Linked DNA regions of Mus musculus: all the other regions are linked to region 2. Evidence: chromatin contacts called from public HiChIP or PLAC-seq and Micro-C data. All regions are on one chromosome and are shown on one strand. Each heading gives the region's core, a stretch centred on a gene start, on an enhancer-like site or on the middle of the called end of the contact. The rest is flanking DNA. Distances are from core to core; before and after follow the strand shown. Region 1 overlaps Ccdc83 (coiled-coil domain containing 83). Region 2 holds the start of Crebzf (CREB/ATF bZIP transcription factor). Region 3 has its middle 17 kb from the start of Sytl2. Region 4 holds the start of Sytl2 (synaptotagmin-like 2). Region 5 overlaps Picalm (phosphatidylinositol binding clathrin assembly protein).

Region 1 (2,700 bases), core at 181-2,680, 210 kb before region 2:
TAACGTCTTGTGTAGACAGGGCTAGCCTTGAACTCGCTGTATAGCCAAAGATGACCCTTAACTTCTGATCCCTGACCTCCATCTCAAAGTCTTGTGTAAATAGGAAATTCATTCTAATTATTCAGGAGTAATGGTACGAGCCCTTATTAACATGACTTTACAAAGTTAATTTGACAATTGTCAGGCTGGCACTGGTGGCACAGTCCTGCAATCCTAGCTACTCAAGAGGCTGAGGCAGGGTTTAGGTGAATGCAGAACCCAGAGCAAGTTCAAAGGTAGCCTGGCCAATGGGAAACCTTGTCTTCAAACAACAGGGGCTGGGGCTGCAGTTCTTGCCGACTATGCACAAGGCTCTGGGCTCAGTAACCAACACAGCAAAAAATCAGGTAAAATCTAAAGGAAAAGGGAAAAGGCCAGGGCTGGGGCCAGGGGGCCGAACCCTTGCCTAGTGTGCACAAGGCCCAGTTTGCTCCCTTAACACCCATCTCATACACAGTAAAGCTACTTGACAATATTGCTGAAACAGTATAGAAATTGTCTCCTAGTTTTCTAGACCCTTACTCTACTCCGACAGATGGGGGACAGGGAAGAGAATGGGACAAGCTTTAAAGTGGCGTTCTTGTTGGTTCTTATTAGTGTTTCTGGATGGATGAGGAATTTAATATTCCACAGTGGACATGTTGACTTGGGTGCCTTTAGGATATGTATGGCTCATTGTTTGAAGATCCAAGTGGCTTGGGGTTGTCATGGTTAGGTTGGCATGGCAGCAGGCCCATGGAGCAGTGGGTCACACTGCATTGTAGTCAGGAAGGCTGGGCAATGGACGCTGGTGTGCTCGGCTTGCTTACTCTTGTTTTATTCAGACTAGGACCCTAGGCCATGAAATAGTGCCCACATTCTGGATGTGTCTTCCCACCTTATATATCCCCAGGGTTATGTCTTCCAGAACATTCCAGATTTTGTCAAGTTGACGCTATTACCCATCATAATTCCAAACCTGTCAATGTGGTACACAATGTGTGTCCAGCCTACATCGCTAGAAGACCTCTGTAGAGGGGAAAGGGGAAGGAAGAGTCTGGCTTAAGGGCAGGAAAGCCAGGAAGGCATCACTTACAGAAGGGATGTGGCTAATGTGGGCCTGGAGTAGGGCAGAGGCAGACCAGCAAGCAGTGCTTAAAGACAGGACTTAGAGCCTTTCTGGATTTGGAGACTGAAAAAGACATTTCTTCAGGACTCCTAAAATCCCTTCTTGGGTGACTACATAACTGTGGTGGGGTCCTTAAGTGGGACAGGCAGAACATGGGACCAGAAGCAGTTTCAGGGAAAGAGGCAGCTGTTGTCAATTCAGGAGTTGGAGATGCCTGTGGTGAGCTTCCATGGAGTTGCAGCTGGCTGATGGGTGCGTGGGTTTGGAGCCTGGAAATGACATCATCCCTAATCTGGATGCCTTTTGGGCCTGCAATGCAATTATCCTCAGGCATTTCTTCCCTGGAGTTTAGGGGAGGCCAGCGTTTCCTGTTTCCTTCTTTTTTTCTCTGTATACTAGCTTGTGTTGTTACGTATGATGTTAGGTAAATTCCCGAGGATGATTGAGAAGTAAATGTCCCAGCCCTTGAAATTCTGGGAATAGGTTTTTTTTGTTGTTGTTGTTGTTTTTTTTTTTTTTTTGCTTTTGCTTTTGCTTTGTTTTTGCCCTTTAGTCTAGTTGAGTGGAGTATAGAATTCCAAGTTCAAAAACATTCTCCACTGAATGTCCTTACTGACGCCAGTGCCGGCTTCCTGCTCATCCGTTCCGCCTTCCTTTGTTTGCCATTTTAAAAGAACAGGGATTTTTTTTCCCCCCTAGTGTCCTGCTGATGTTTGTTTCTGCGTTATCTTTTTAGAGTTAATATTGCTTGGGTGCTGTGCCTCCTACATTAGTGATGTGTCTTGTCCTGCTCCGAGAGAGTGCATTCTGCATTCTATTTTATATTTGATTATTTTGGCCTTGAGGGATCCTGTTTTCTAAATAAACTGGCTCTCACAATTTTTTGGTATTAATAAAAGCTCCTTTTCAAATTTCTGAATTTCCCACCGGCGTCTTTCAGCAGTGGCTTTGATTAGTAGGAGCGGTGTGCACTTCTATTCTCCAGCTTGCCTGGCTTTCTCTTCAGATTTGTCCGGTCGTTCTTAGTAACCCATATCTGGTCCTGTTAGCAAGGGTCAGTGGGATGGTGGTATTGTCTCCACCACTGCATACGTAGGACTGTTTCCACTCCAAGTTTCTCCTGTGGCTGAAAGAGTAAGCTGAAGTCTGTAAATAGGCACGGCAGGGCAGGAGGAGTATTTTGAGTTGAGAAAGCAAGGGCTTACATTGTGATCTCATGAATGCCATAATTAGAAATATATACCTTTTTTTGCATATAATTGTCTCACATCTATGCTAGCAACTGTGTATCATCAGATGATTTCAGCGTTCTTGGGAGAGAGCCTGCAAGCTCCTAGGTGGAGGATAACTGCTTTGTTCTGTGTAAGGGAAATCCCAGGGATGCTTCTTATTGATGGAGACGGTGGCAATACTTGTTTTCTGCTCCTCTTGCATCCCTATGCTCTACAGCATACACAGACCCTGAGCAAAGGGTCCCCAAGGCTTCCCAAACAGTGTGCACTATCCATGGAACATCTGGACAAATGGTATCGCCAGTTTCACCCAACAGCTTG
Region 2 (2,700 bases), core at 140-2,639:
GAGAAACCTTGTCTTGAAAAACAAAACAAAACAAAACAAAACAAAACAAAACAAAACAAAACAAAACAAGAGTTGCCTTGGTCATGCTGTCCCTTCACAGCAATGGAAACCCTAATTAAGACATTTGTCTTTATGGAAGATGTCATGCATACTTTTACACAGAGTTTCATGGTGGTCAGGTCATATTGCTGCATACTCTCGATTATCAGCAGGAAACTCTTCCACCAAACTGTGCTTTGCTTAAAAATGCCTAAAATTGGGCTGGTGAGATGGCTCAGTGGGTAAGAGCACCCAACTGCTCTTCCGAAGGTCAGGAGTTCAAATCCCAGCAACCACATGGTGGCTCACAACCATCCGTAATGAGATCTGACTCCCTCTTCTGGAGTGTCTGAGGACAGCTACAGTGTACTTACATATAATAAATAATAAATAAATCTAAAAAAATAAAATAAAATAAAATGATTTAAAAAAAATGCCTAAAATTAAGAACTCTGGGATCATACTCTTGAAGTTTGAATCAACACTGGCTACTCAGTGTGTTAAACTGAATTACATTACTTTGTTTGTCCTGGTGGTTGCAGAAGCCCCCCCCCCCCCCCCCCCCCCCCCCCCCCCCCCCCCCCCCCCCCGCACTATTGGCCCAATGTGTAGTGAGGCTTAAAAGAATTCGTTACATCAGTGCTATGTGCATGAACTCATTGAATAAAAAGTGAAGTGTTTTGTTCAAGACTTGGTCTTTTCAAAAAGCTGGTATTTTAAAAACGGAAAAAGCCTAAGTAACTACCATGACTTGACAAAAGAAAAAAAAAGCAGAAAACAAACAGCAAAACAAGAGACCAGTAAACAAACCAACCACCCACTCTTGGCAAAGGAGCTAATTCTGCAAGTGACCCTTATTGCAAAAACAAATGATAAATAAAAATGATGTAATAATGACAATAATAGCAGTAATAGTATTATGAAAGATCATTTTCTGAGACTAAGGACCTCTGAATGTCGCCTGGGGAGTTAGTGTCAGTACGTGACTGCGTTCCCCAGAATTTGGTAACACTTCTGATTTAAAGTCTTTTGTTTTAACGGGGACTATTTCCTTATGCGTGCTGTTTTTTGCTTGCAGTTTAGAGAGAAACAGCAAAAATAAAAGCGTTCACAAAAACAGTTTTTTTTTAATATAGCTACGTCAAATATGTCTAGATGTCATATTGGATCGAGGAGAGTGGTACCGGGTAGTACCGATGAGTGGGGGGGGGGTGGAAACTAGGTTTTATTGTGTTTTGCCTGCTGCTCCTATGACATCACCGCAAAGCCGAAGTTACTGCACCTCGAAAGCACTCGGAATCTCGCGATACTCTGGCTGGAGCGAAGCGCGTTTTTGTGGGCGGGGTGGGCAGAGAGTAACTTCCGGCCAGGCCGCTGTCTGGGTGGCGCGGCCGAGTCCTCCCCCGGGCCTCGCCGCTTCGCGCTTCCACTGCCTTCCCCCCGCCTCGTGCGGGGGGTTGGGCGGCCGCCGGAGGCCACTCGGACCTTGCCCCGCGCCTGCGGTCGGCCCGGCGCCGTGGCTCTGCGCGCTGGGGGCCCGGGGTCGGAGTGGCTGCGGCCTACCCGGGCCCGCCGCTCAGCCCCATGAGGCACAGCCTGACCAAGCTGCTGGCAGCCTCGGGCCGCGACTTCCCGAGCCGCCGCGACAGCCGGGAGCCGCCCGCCACGCGCGCGCCGCCCCGGGAGCCGAGCGGGGCAGCCGCGGGGGCGGAGACCCCGAGGCCCGGATCGCCTGACCGCGAGCAACCTCACGGGGACGGGGACGGGGGCGAGCCGGAGGCCCGGAGCGGGAGCCGCGGCAGCGTGGCCGTGCGCGCGCCCGCGCCCTCGCCCCTGAAGATGGAGGAGGAGGAGGAGGACGCGATCGCCATGGTCCCCAAGGAAGAGCCGGAGGACATGGACTTTCTCTCCGGGCTGGAGCTGGCCGATCTGCTGGACCCTCGGCAACCGGACTGGCACCTGGAGCCCGGGCTCAGCTCGCCCGGGCCCCTGTCCTCGTCCGGCGGAGGCTCGGAGAGCGGCGGCCTGTTGAGGGGGGACGACGACGACGACACCGCGGCCGCCGAGATGCAGCGCTTCTCCGACTTGCTGCAGAGGCTGTTGAACGGCATCGGAGGCTGCAGCAGCGGCGGTGACCGCGGCGGCGGGGAGAAGAGGCGGAGAAAGTCCCCGGGAGCAGGAGGCGGTGGCGCCAACGACGGCAACCAGGCGGCGACCAAGAGTCCCCGGAAGGCGGCGGCGGCCGCTGCCCGTCTTAATCGGCTCAAGAAGAAGGAGTACGTGATGGGGCTGGAGAGTCGGGTCCGGGGACTGGCAGCCGAGAACCAGGAGCTGCGGGCCGAGAATCGGGAGCTGGGCAAGCGCGTGCAAGCACTGCAGGAGGAGAGTCGCTACCTACGGGCCGTCCTGGCCAACGAGACCGGACTAGCTCGCCTGCTGAGCCGACTGAGCGGCGTGGGACTGCGGCTGACCACCTCCCTCTTCAGAGACTCGCCCGCCGGCGACCACGACTACGCCCTGCCGGTGGGGAAGCAGCCGCCGGAGCCGCGGGAAGAGGACGACGCGGCGGGAGGAGTGTGTCTCCATGTGGACAAGGATAAGGTGTCGGTGGAGTTCTGCTCGGCGTGCGCTCGGAAGGCGTCGTCGTCTCTTAAAATGTAG
Region 3 (2,700 bases), core at 70-2,569, 160 kb before region 2:
CAGGAGCAAGGTTGTCCTGCCTCTGTGTAGTCCCTTGTAGAGTTGGGGCACAGGTGTTGGTCCCCCTTGAGTATCATCCCTCGTGGGATGGCTATAGTGCCTACTCAACCTTCGTAGTTCCTTTCATCAACATGAGTTATAGGCTTGCATCTATGCCTGCCCTTGCATAGGTGGCCAGGTACCAGGCCTGTCTCTGTGATGTCTACTCCAGAGAGTGGCTCAGACCAGATTTCTATGTCACAGAACACTGTGCGTTCTGATCCAAAGTTTCTTGCCTACTCAGAGGCATTCTGTGGGCCAGATCTCAGAGTGGTCCAGTGATATCTGCTCTGGGTTCTCTCAGTAAACCAGGCAGACCAGGACCTCTGCTTCTGAGCTGAGTCCTCGACTAGCCTGCTTTCCAAAATTCCCTTTCTCTCTTTGTAACTGAGACCACTGTTTTTCTGCTAATACCCATTTCTGAGATGGCAGTTGTCCAGCTGTTGTTTGCTCCCTAGAGATCCTAGCAGTTTGTGCCTGGCTGTCACCTGCCACCTTTTTTTTCTCCCGTTTTTGTTTGTTTTATGATGTTTTTGAAAAAAAAAAAAAACTAAGCCACCAAAAACTCTCCAGAGTGATACATGAATTGTTTTTGTATTTTGGATAAGATTTGACTCCGTTTTTAAAACAAAAATACCGAAAGTATCGATTTTCCCTTAATTGGCTTCTGTTTGAGGACTTATTTCTTAGCTCTTTTCCTTCCCCCTCGGAATTTTGAGGACTTATTTCTTAGTTTTTTTCCTTCCCTCTTGGAGTTTTGCACACTGGCGTGACAAATGTGTGACAAATGGCCGTCACTGCTGAAAACTCCACTCCTCAAATTCAAATATTTGCCGAGCTTATCTATTCCAAAACTGACAGATGCTTTCTATCTTTTGTTTGCTTTTTAGCTGACGTCCCTTATATGTCTCATCTTGGTGAACTTAGGCCTCTTTCTGGAGTGACTGCTTAAGCACACTGTGACTGAATCATATATTCCAGCACGGCTCACCAGCCAGTAGCTCTGCTGTTGCTAACTGACTTACTGATTTACAAACGCTCACCATCAGTACCTGTCTTGGGTCCAAGCTGAGACCCGTGAATGAGACCCAGAGACACAGAACTGAAAGCTAAGCAATAGCCACACATACTTGAGTTTGGGGAAGAGCTCTGAGGCAGACCATCTTAGCTTTATTTCTCCTAAAAAGTTGATCTAAGACATCGTATAAAGGTAGCTTAGACCGGAAGTGATCCCAAGAAGCCGGTCAGAAAGTGAAACAGGAAAAGGTGTGCTGGTGGGTGGGTCCTGTTGTGAGCAACAAGAATTCCACCTGATTTCTGATATCCTGAGCGGTCGTTTAGACAAACTTCAGGGTTGTCCCGTTGAGGGATAGGGTAGTTAGGGGATCCTTGGATTCTTGTCTTCATAGTTTGAAAGACACTTCTGAGAAACTTGTGTCTTCCTAGAGGAGAGGCGTGTACACAGTGAGATGTGTACACAAGGACTGACCCCGCACTGCCGACTGGACGAGGTGATGTGTCCAGAGTATCACTCTCAATAGAGAGTGAAGGATCTTTGATGTGATGGGCTATCACAGCTATGTACTGATGATGTAGTGGTATGGTATGCGTTGCAGATTCTGAAGGGCATATGTCCCTTTATTATTAACGCCAAGTGAAATAAATTAGTGAGATACACAATTCCCTGGTCAATTTAGTTTAATTAATTGTTTGATATCCCGCAGACAACTAGTGTTCAGAGTATAGTCTTCAACTATCACAGTCAACATCACCGGAAACTAATTAGGAAAGTAAATTCTTGGTCTCCCACCTAGTCTCTGAAGGTAGGACGTACCTTCCTACCACTCTGAAGGTAGGACGTAAAAGTCCTTGGCAAGCTCTCCAGATAATCCTAATATACATTCAAGGTCAAGCACCATGAATATAAATAACATACCATGTCAAAACACACTTTTGTGCCCATTGTGCAAAAACATAATTTTTATGCTAATTTGGGGGCAGGAACAAACTGGGTATGGAGGGTACTTTCAGGTTCCTGTCCTAGTTGGGCAGTGAGAAGCTTGGACTAATAATACAGTGACATTTAAAACTAAAAACTGAAAATAAAAGCAGTGGAATACGTTAAAAATATGCTGGACCCTCAGTATGTCAAAAATGACACACACTCAGTACATTAACAAACGCACATCCAGCACATGAAAACACTGGGTCCTTAGAGATAGCAGCTGAGCACCCTGCCTTTGTACTTTGCCTACTGTGGCTTCCCACATCCCACTGTGGGTTATCATAGTCTTAAGCTGTTTTGTTTGAGAAATACCGTTGCAGAGGACCAGGATCCCTCTGTGATACGATCTGAGACATTAGACAGACTTACCCGTGGCCTACCCAATGATTATAACCCTGAGGCTGACCTGAGGGCCACAGATCTCAACTGTGTCCACAACCTCTGCATCCAGGAACTAATGTCAACCCTAAAAAATTTTAAAGTGAGTTGTTTTTTTAATTTTTAAGATTTATTTTGATTTTAAGAGTGTTTGCCTGTATAGCAGGTATGTGCCTGGTGCCCATGGGGGTCAGAAGAAGAAGGCTTTGGATATTGGATCTTCTGGAACTTGAGTTACAGACCATCTGGGCACTGGAAATGGAACCCAGGTTCTCTGG
Region 4 (2,700 bases), core at 55-2,554, 140 kb before region 2:
AAGAAACGGATGCAAATTGTGTCTTGGGCATTCTGAGCTTCTGGGCTAAAATCCACTTATCAGTGAGTGCATATTATATGAGTTCTTTTGTGATTGGGTTCCCTCACTTAGGATGAATATCCTCCAGATCCATCTATTTGTCTAAGAATTTCATAAATTCATTGTTTTTAATAGCTGCATAGTACTCCATTGTGTAAATTTGCCACAATTTCTGTAACCATTACTCTGTTGAGGGACATCTGGATTCTTTCCAGTTTCTGCCTATTATAAATAAGGGTGCTATGAACATAGTGGAGCATATGTCCTTATTACAAGTTGGAGCATCTTCTGGGTATATGCCCAGGAGTGGTATTGCTGGATCTTCCAGTAGTACTATGTTCAATTTTCTGAGGAACCACCAAACTGATTTCCAGAGTGGTTGTATCAGCTTGCAATCCCACCAACAACGCAGGAGTGTTCCTCTTTCTCCACATCCTTGCCAGCGTCTGCTGTCACCTGAGTTTTTTATCTTAGCCATCCTGACTGGTGTGAGGTGTCCTGTGAAGGTTCTATGCTCCAGTATAGGGGGATGCCAGGGCCAGGAAGTGGGAGTGGATGGTTTGGGGAGCAGGGGGAGGGGAGAAAGGATAGGGAGTTTTCAGAGGGGAAACTAGGAAAGGGGATAACATTTGAAATGTAAATAAAGAAAATATTTAATAAAAAAGGAAAAAAGAGAATATGATAAAAAAAAGGTATTGCAGGTTTTGAAGTGGGGGCCGTCTCTGGGAGAAGTTGGGGTACAAAAGGGAAAGAAGAATGTGATGTAAGTCTATTTATTCAAAATATGTTTTTAAGTGTTAACAAATTCAGATAAATTGAAATTATGTATCTTTTCTCGTCATAATGCAATAAAACTTAAATTAAGAAAGAAAGAAAGAAAGAAAGAGAGAAAGAAACTGATGGCCGGAGGGGTTAGAACATTTTGCTAGATTACAGGCACCTCTTCTCCCCGCATGGTGGTGACCGTCCCTACGTTTCAGATGGAAGGTATCCTCGACCCTCTTGCATAGGGACGTAAAAAAAAAAAAAGTGCCGTTTCCGTTCTTTTGGATAAAAACTCGATTGCTTCACTGACAAGTAGAGAAGGAGGCCTGGAAGGGAGAGAAGCCAAGCGCAGGGACCAGAGCACAGGAGGCGGCCCCGCAGGCGCGGGCGGGCGGGGCGAGCCCTGTGCTCCCTGGAAGGTCCCGCGCTGCCCTCCCCTCCGCCCGCCCCGAACAGCGGCGACACCTGGGTGGCGCAGCCGGCTGCGAGCGCTGGGCGGCAGAGAGAGGTTGGCAGCCCGGAGGAGGTAGAGCGGGCAGCCGGGGCTGCGGCGGAGACTCGGCGCGCGCTCTGGGTGTGACTTTTCTGTCTACTGGCGGTGTCGCTGGGACTGCTTTCTGGTCCTGCTCTGGGTCTTGGAGTAGCTGGAGGAGTTGGTGTAGAGAGAGATTTTTTTGTTGTCCTTGCTATCCTGGCTGCTACAACGTGAACCACCGGGGCGGCAACCAACAAGCTTCATCCCTCAGTTTCTCCTTTAGTTAGGAGTTCCTTCTGCTGCCCTCGCCGCCGTGTGTCCGCGAAGCTAGGGACACCAGGTAGGCAGTTGCGACGGAATTGGGGGTGGTACTTTGAAGGCTTGACCCCAGACCTGGGGCTGGAGACTGGCGGGACCTGGCTGCGGAGCAATCGCCCGCAGGGTGCTCAGGTGAGGAACAGCAGAGGTGCAGCGAAGGAACCCAGCTAAGCACCCCCCCCCCCCCGCGAACTCTAGTTTGAAAATTAACACATTTGTTTTGGGACAGTTTCCTCTACACCCAACCAGACCTCTTATCCTATAGAGTTAAGTCACATGGGTGGGATTTGCCAGCTTCAAACTGCAAAACCGCGTGTTTCAGGGTGTAAGACCCATCCAGCAGCCGTAGGAAGTGCGGTAGGAAGTGGGGTAGGAAGTGGGTCTCTGCGCTCACAGTGCCTCCTCCCCTTTCCTCCCTTTATAAGTCGTCTTTGGCTATGAGGGGCTCCATTTCCTGCATCGTTGAAAAGTTCTCATTTTTTACTAAGGGCTGGTATGTGACCAGCAGCTTCCAGGACGTGGGCTCTGGGTTGAGAGGGAGCCTAAACACACGCTTTGAATCACAGCTTTCTGACCCTACAGTCTAATAGCAGTGTGCAGAGGAAGCCTGGGTGGGGGAGAGGGGGCAGTTCAGATACACAACTGGAGGGTCGGCGGGGTCCAAATTGCTGTCCAGCTTTCTCTCTTCCTGACAACCCTTTCTGGCTAGAATGCTGGTCCTGCTGTCTGCAAGATGGAGAAGCCAGGACAAAGCAAGCTAGCTTAAAGTGGCTGAGGTCTTCAATCAGTTACTGGAGCTTTTTAGCACCCGGCCCTCAAACAACTTCTTTCATCTCTGCCCTTCATCATTCTTGGAGTGGCATACATTTGAAATCAGACTCTTGGACCCACTAAAAGTGTCCAGGAAGGAGAAGAGAGGTTCAGTGAGGGAGGAGGGGCGATGCTGATCTCTCTTTTACAGACATTTATTATGGACCAGACGCTGTTCTCTATGTAATGTGTTTCTAAATTCTCACAAAGCCTCACAAGGTTGGTACACTATACTTCTTTTTATAATTGAGATGCCGAGGCTCAGAAAGATTGGTCCTCCTATTCTAACACAC
Region 5 (2,700 bases), core at 138-2,637, 240 kb before region 2:
ACTAGAAGGAGTTTTGGATAAGACAATATCCAAGGTAGATTGACCCCTTTCAATGCCGAGTGTAAAACTCTAGGACTCCTGGCAGCATGCTCATGTTTTAAGAATGATGGTGTCCCTTTTGTGTTCTTCGGGGACATTTTCTTCTGATGCTATCAGGTCTTCAAACTGCTACCCACCTGAAAACATGATTTAAGGAGACATTTTAGTATAGGGCCCTTGTAAGAAAGTGTCATTTAGATACAGTGTAAAATGAACAGGTTGGTTTGTAAGTGAAGTTAAGAGTGGAAGGAAATACTAAAGTTTGCCCCACATCTCAATGATTAATGAGTATTTGAAACCCTTGCCTTCTGAACAGTCATCTGTCCATGGTCCCAGGAAGAAGGCTGGGGCATCTTTCCAGCTAGGTTCTACTTTACGCTGCCCTTAGAGTGGCGGGTATTGTAACACATTGCCCTGTCCTCCTGTCTATAGCTGCGTGTACAAGTCCATTATCCTTCTATTGTCTCTTCTTACTGTCTTTGAACACGTATTTCTAAAACAGTATGTGGATTGGGAAACAATCTTGGTGACCAGAATAACAAAAGATGATTTTCAGATTTGTAAGTTGGTTATAATGCCCTGAATGGCAAATTACTTACACTGGTGAGATAGTATTTTTTGAAACTCATTGCCTAATCATTCTTTATGGTGTTTTTCTTTAAAACAAAGCAAAACAGAAGCAAAGAAGCAAACGTAAAAGCAAAACTTAAAAAGCGATGAAATAGGCTGTAGTGATCATACCTTTAATCCCAGAACTTGGGAAGCAGAGGCAAGCAAATCTCTTGTGTTTGAGGCTAACCTGGTCTACAGAGTGAGTTCCAGGACATGCAGGGCAACACAGAGTAACCGTGTTTTGAAAAACCAGGGTGGGAAGCGGGGGGACAGTAATTTTTAAACCAGCAAAGAGATTTTCATTTTGTGACTTCAAATTATTCATCTGATTTAAGGGTTGGGAATATGAATTGAAGTTGTTTTACTTAATTTTAATTTAATGCTTTACTAAATATCCCTAAACACAATTCTTTTCATAATGACTCTGTAATTGCAAACTCCTCTATGATCCTATAGTGAGGGAGAAACAGAATAAAACTTTTTTTCAAACTAAAAGTTGCTTATGTTGAGTTTTAAATGCTTGTAGATCAGCTTGGTGAAACACTTGGACATGTGCACAAGTAACATCTTAATTATTCAGAAAAACTCTTGTCTTTGGTAGTAAAGATAGTGTTACTTGGTGCAGTGGTCAGTTTCCTCTTCAAAGTAAAAGAAGGGGCAAATTCTGAAAGCATGATGAATAAGTATTTTCAGACTGGAAACAAAGCAGAGGCCTGTTTCCCTTATTCAGAGATTTCTTCGCTTAGTTCCCATTGTGTGGGCCCCTGCCGCAGGGTAGAGACCCAAGGGCAGGACTTTGTGCCCAGTGGGAAGAAGGCAGGAAGGAATATTGCATTTGGAAATGTGGGATCCGAACAGAAGTCAGTTTGGACTGACTGTGGACAGATGTCTGAAAACAGGAAACTAGCTTCAATTTGTTTTTTCAGATCACAGTTATGCATCCTTTCTCCTGTACTCCCTCTCCTCCCTGATGCTGACAGTCTTGACTTAAGTCAGTGTATATCAGCTTTTACAGATAAAGACTTTCATTTCATGTTTCAGAGGCATGCATTCGTTCTCTGGAAAACCATGCCATTGAATATCTTTTAACTTGACATGCAGTAGCATTTTTTTAAAACCCATTTTCTACAGAGGCTACTTTTATATTTACTAAAGGTGACAAAACCCCTCTTCCTTCATTACACTTTCTGCTCTCATGTTCTGTCATTCTGAGATCTTTTTCTTCCCTGTCTCTGTCTTCTTTCCCCCAGCTGTCGGCAGCATCCAGCCCCTCCAGGCACAGTCCTCACAGAGCTGCAGGAAAGGACCCCTTTGCAGAGCTCTCTCTGGAGGACTTCTTATAAGTCACTTAGGTATTGCTGCGTGTGGGGGCGATGGGGATGTGGATACTTAAGCCAAGATTGCCAACACTGAAACCATGCACCTTCTCCTTTGTTTATTTAAAGGAGTCTGCATTCCTTCTGCACCTCAGCTGCCTCCTCCTCTTCTGTTCTTTATGTGGAGAATAAAAACAGTTTGAGATAGGACAAAAGAAGAAACCACCTTGGAACATAGCTTTAACATAGTTAAAATCAGTGAGAGGGGGGACCATCTTAACACAAGCATCCACTGCTCACAGCCACTGGGTGTGGTCAAATATCACCCTTAAAAATAAGGTGTTTGTCATTCTTACAAGAACTGTAGAAAATGCCTGCCCCACTTTTACATCTTGGTTAGAAGTAGCTTAAGTTTTAAAGAGTTGAATTTTATGTGTTCCCTTTGTTCAAGATAGTAACTTTTAAAAATTATTTATTTATTTATTTGATTTTTTTGTTTGTTTGTTTGTTTGGTTTGGTTTTACTTTAGTTTAGTTTTGTTTTGTTTTGTTTTATTTTGTTTTAGACAGGGTCTGTATGTAGTACTGACTGTCCTAGAACTCATTCTGTAGATCAGGCTAGCCTCAAACTCACAAGAGATCTACCTACCTCTGCTTCCCAGCTACAACTTGGTTTTTACTTAAGGGCAGGAGAATACCTAACCCTTTGACTACAAGGATATGATCTACACCAC

The links. Hi-C and Micro-C count contacts between places; a contact is called where the count stands out from the background. HiChIP or PLAC-seq counts read pairs in DNA pulled down with a chosen protein or histone mark.
Region 1: an H3K27ac HiChIP or PLAC-seq map of epiblast stem cells shows a contact between it and region 2. The contact joins the enhancer-like site here to the promoter of Crebzf in region 2. A contact is called at or near these places in 2 of 39 promoter capture datasets (the HPC-7 cell line and embryonic stem cells), 7 of 115 datasets of contacts at active chromatin or transcription factors (the SCID.adh cell line, T-cell acute lymphoblastic leukemia, bone marrow-derived macrophages and 4 more) and 1 of 9 other capture datasets (liver).
Region 3: a Micro-C map of muscle stem cells shows a contact between it and region 2, with 4 times the contacts expected there. The contact joins the enhancer-like site here to the promoter of Crebzf in region 2. A contact is called at or near these places in 1 of 39 promoter capture datasets (3T3-L1-derived adipocytes), 3 of 15 datasets of contacts at CTCF or cohesin (CD8 T cells, the NIH/3T3 cell line and pro-B cells), 7 of 484 Hi-C or Micro-C datasets (the C2C12 cell line, Th1 cells, Th2 cells and 4 more), 18 of 115 datasets of contacts at active chromatin or transcription factors (the 230-238 cell line, CD8 T cells, DN3 thymocytes and 14 more) and 3 of 9 other capture datasets (adipose tissue, liver and pancreatic islet).
Region 4: an H3K4me3 HiChIP or PLAC-seq map of pro-B cells shows a contact between it and region 2, with 3 times the contacts expected there. The contact joins the promoter of Sytl2 here to the promoter of Crebzf in region 2. A contact is called at or near these places in 2 of 39 promoter capture datasets (maxillary cranial neural crest and pre-B cells), 1 of 15 datasets of contacts at CTCF or cohesin (CD8 T cells), 2 of 484 Hi-C or Micro-C datasets (group 2 innate lymphoid cells and muscle stem cells), 16 of 115 datasets of contacts at active chromatin or transcription factors (the 230-238 cell line, CD8 T cells, DN3 thymocytes and 13 more) and 3 of 9 other capture datasets (adipose tissue, liver and pancreatic islet).
Region 5: an H3K4me3 HiChIP or PLAC-seq map of stem cell-derived neural progenitor cells shows a contact between it and region 2, with 39 read pairs. The contact joins the enhancer-like site here to the promoter of Crebzf in region 2. A contact is called at or near these places in 7 of 39 promoter capture datasets (the C10 cell line, the HPC-7 cell line, cranial neural crest and 4 more), 3 of 484 Hi-C or Micro-C datasets (Th1 cells, cortical neurons and embryonic stem cells), 13 of 115 datasets of contacts at active chromatin or transcription factors (the 230-238 cell line, DN3 thymocytes, the SCID.adh cell line and 9 more) and 3 of 9 other capture datasets (adipose tissue, liver and pancreatic islet).

What each region holds. Positions count from the first base shown.
Region 1 is chr7:90,232,736-90,235,435 of GRCm38.p6, forward strand. The region is part of intron 7 of Ccdc83 (coiled-coil domain containing 83); the gene reads right to left. Among named protein-coding and RNA genes, the nearest start is that of Ccdc83, 31 kb to the right of the region's middle. Within about 2 kb of position 1,431, at least 44 of the 459 cell types and tissues checked have an H3K27ac peak or open chromatin away from gene starts, as enhancers often do. A contact at or near this core is called in epiblast stem cells, where this site is marked.
Region 2 is chr7:90,441,392-90,444,091 of GRCm38.p6, forward strand. It overlaps Crebzf (CREB/ATF bZIP transcription factor), which reads left to right and starts at 1,390. Exons shown (of 1, transcript NM_145151.3): 1 at 1,390-2,700. The coding sequence starts at 1,624. The coding sequence ends at 2,700.
Region 3 is chr7:90,284,007-90,286,706 of GRCm38.p6, forward strand. No RefSeq gene overlaps it. Among named protein-coding and RNA genes, the nearest start is that of Sytl2, 17 kb to the right of the region's middle. Within about 2 kb of position 1,320, at least 36 of the 459 cell types and tissues checked have an H3K27ac peak or open chromatin away from gene starts, as enhancers often do. A contact at or near this core is called in CD8 T cells, DN3 thymocytes, the SCID.adh cell line and 4 more, where this site is marked.
Region 4 is chr7:90,301,125-90,303,824 of GRCm38.p6, forward strand. It overlaps Sytl2 (synaptotagmin-like 2), which reads left to right and starts at 1,305. Exons shown (of 20, transcript NM_001368878.1): 1 at 1,305-1,619.
Region 5 is chr7:90,204,259-90,206,958 of GRCm38.p6, forward strand. The region is part of intron 19 of Picalm (phosphatidylinositol binding clathrin assembly protein); the gene reads left to right. Among named protein-coding and RNA genes, the nearest start is that of Ccdc83, 60 kb to the right of the region's middle. Within about 2 kb of position 1,388, at least 8 of the 459 cell types and tissues checked have an H3K27ac peak or open chromatin away from gene starts, as enhancers often do. A contact at or near this core is called in stem cell-derived neural progenitor cells, where this site is marked.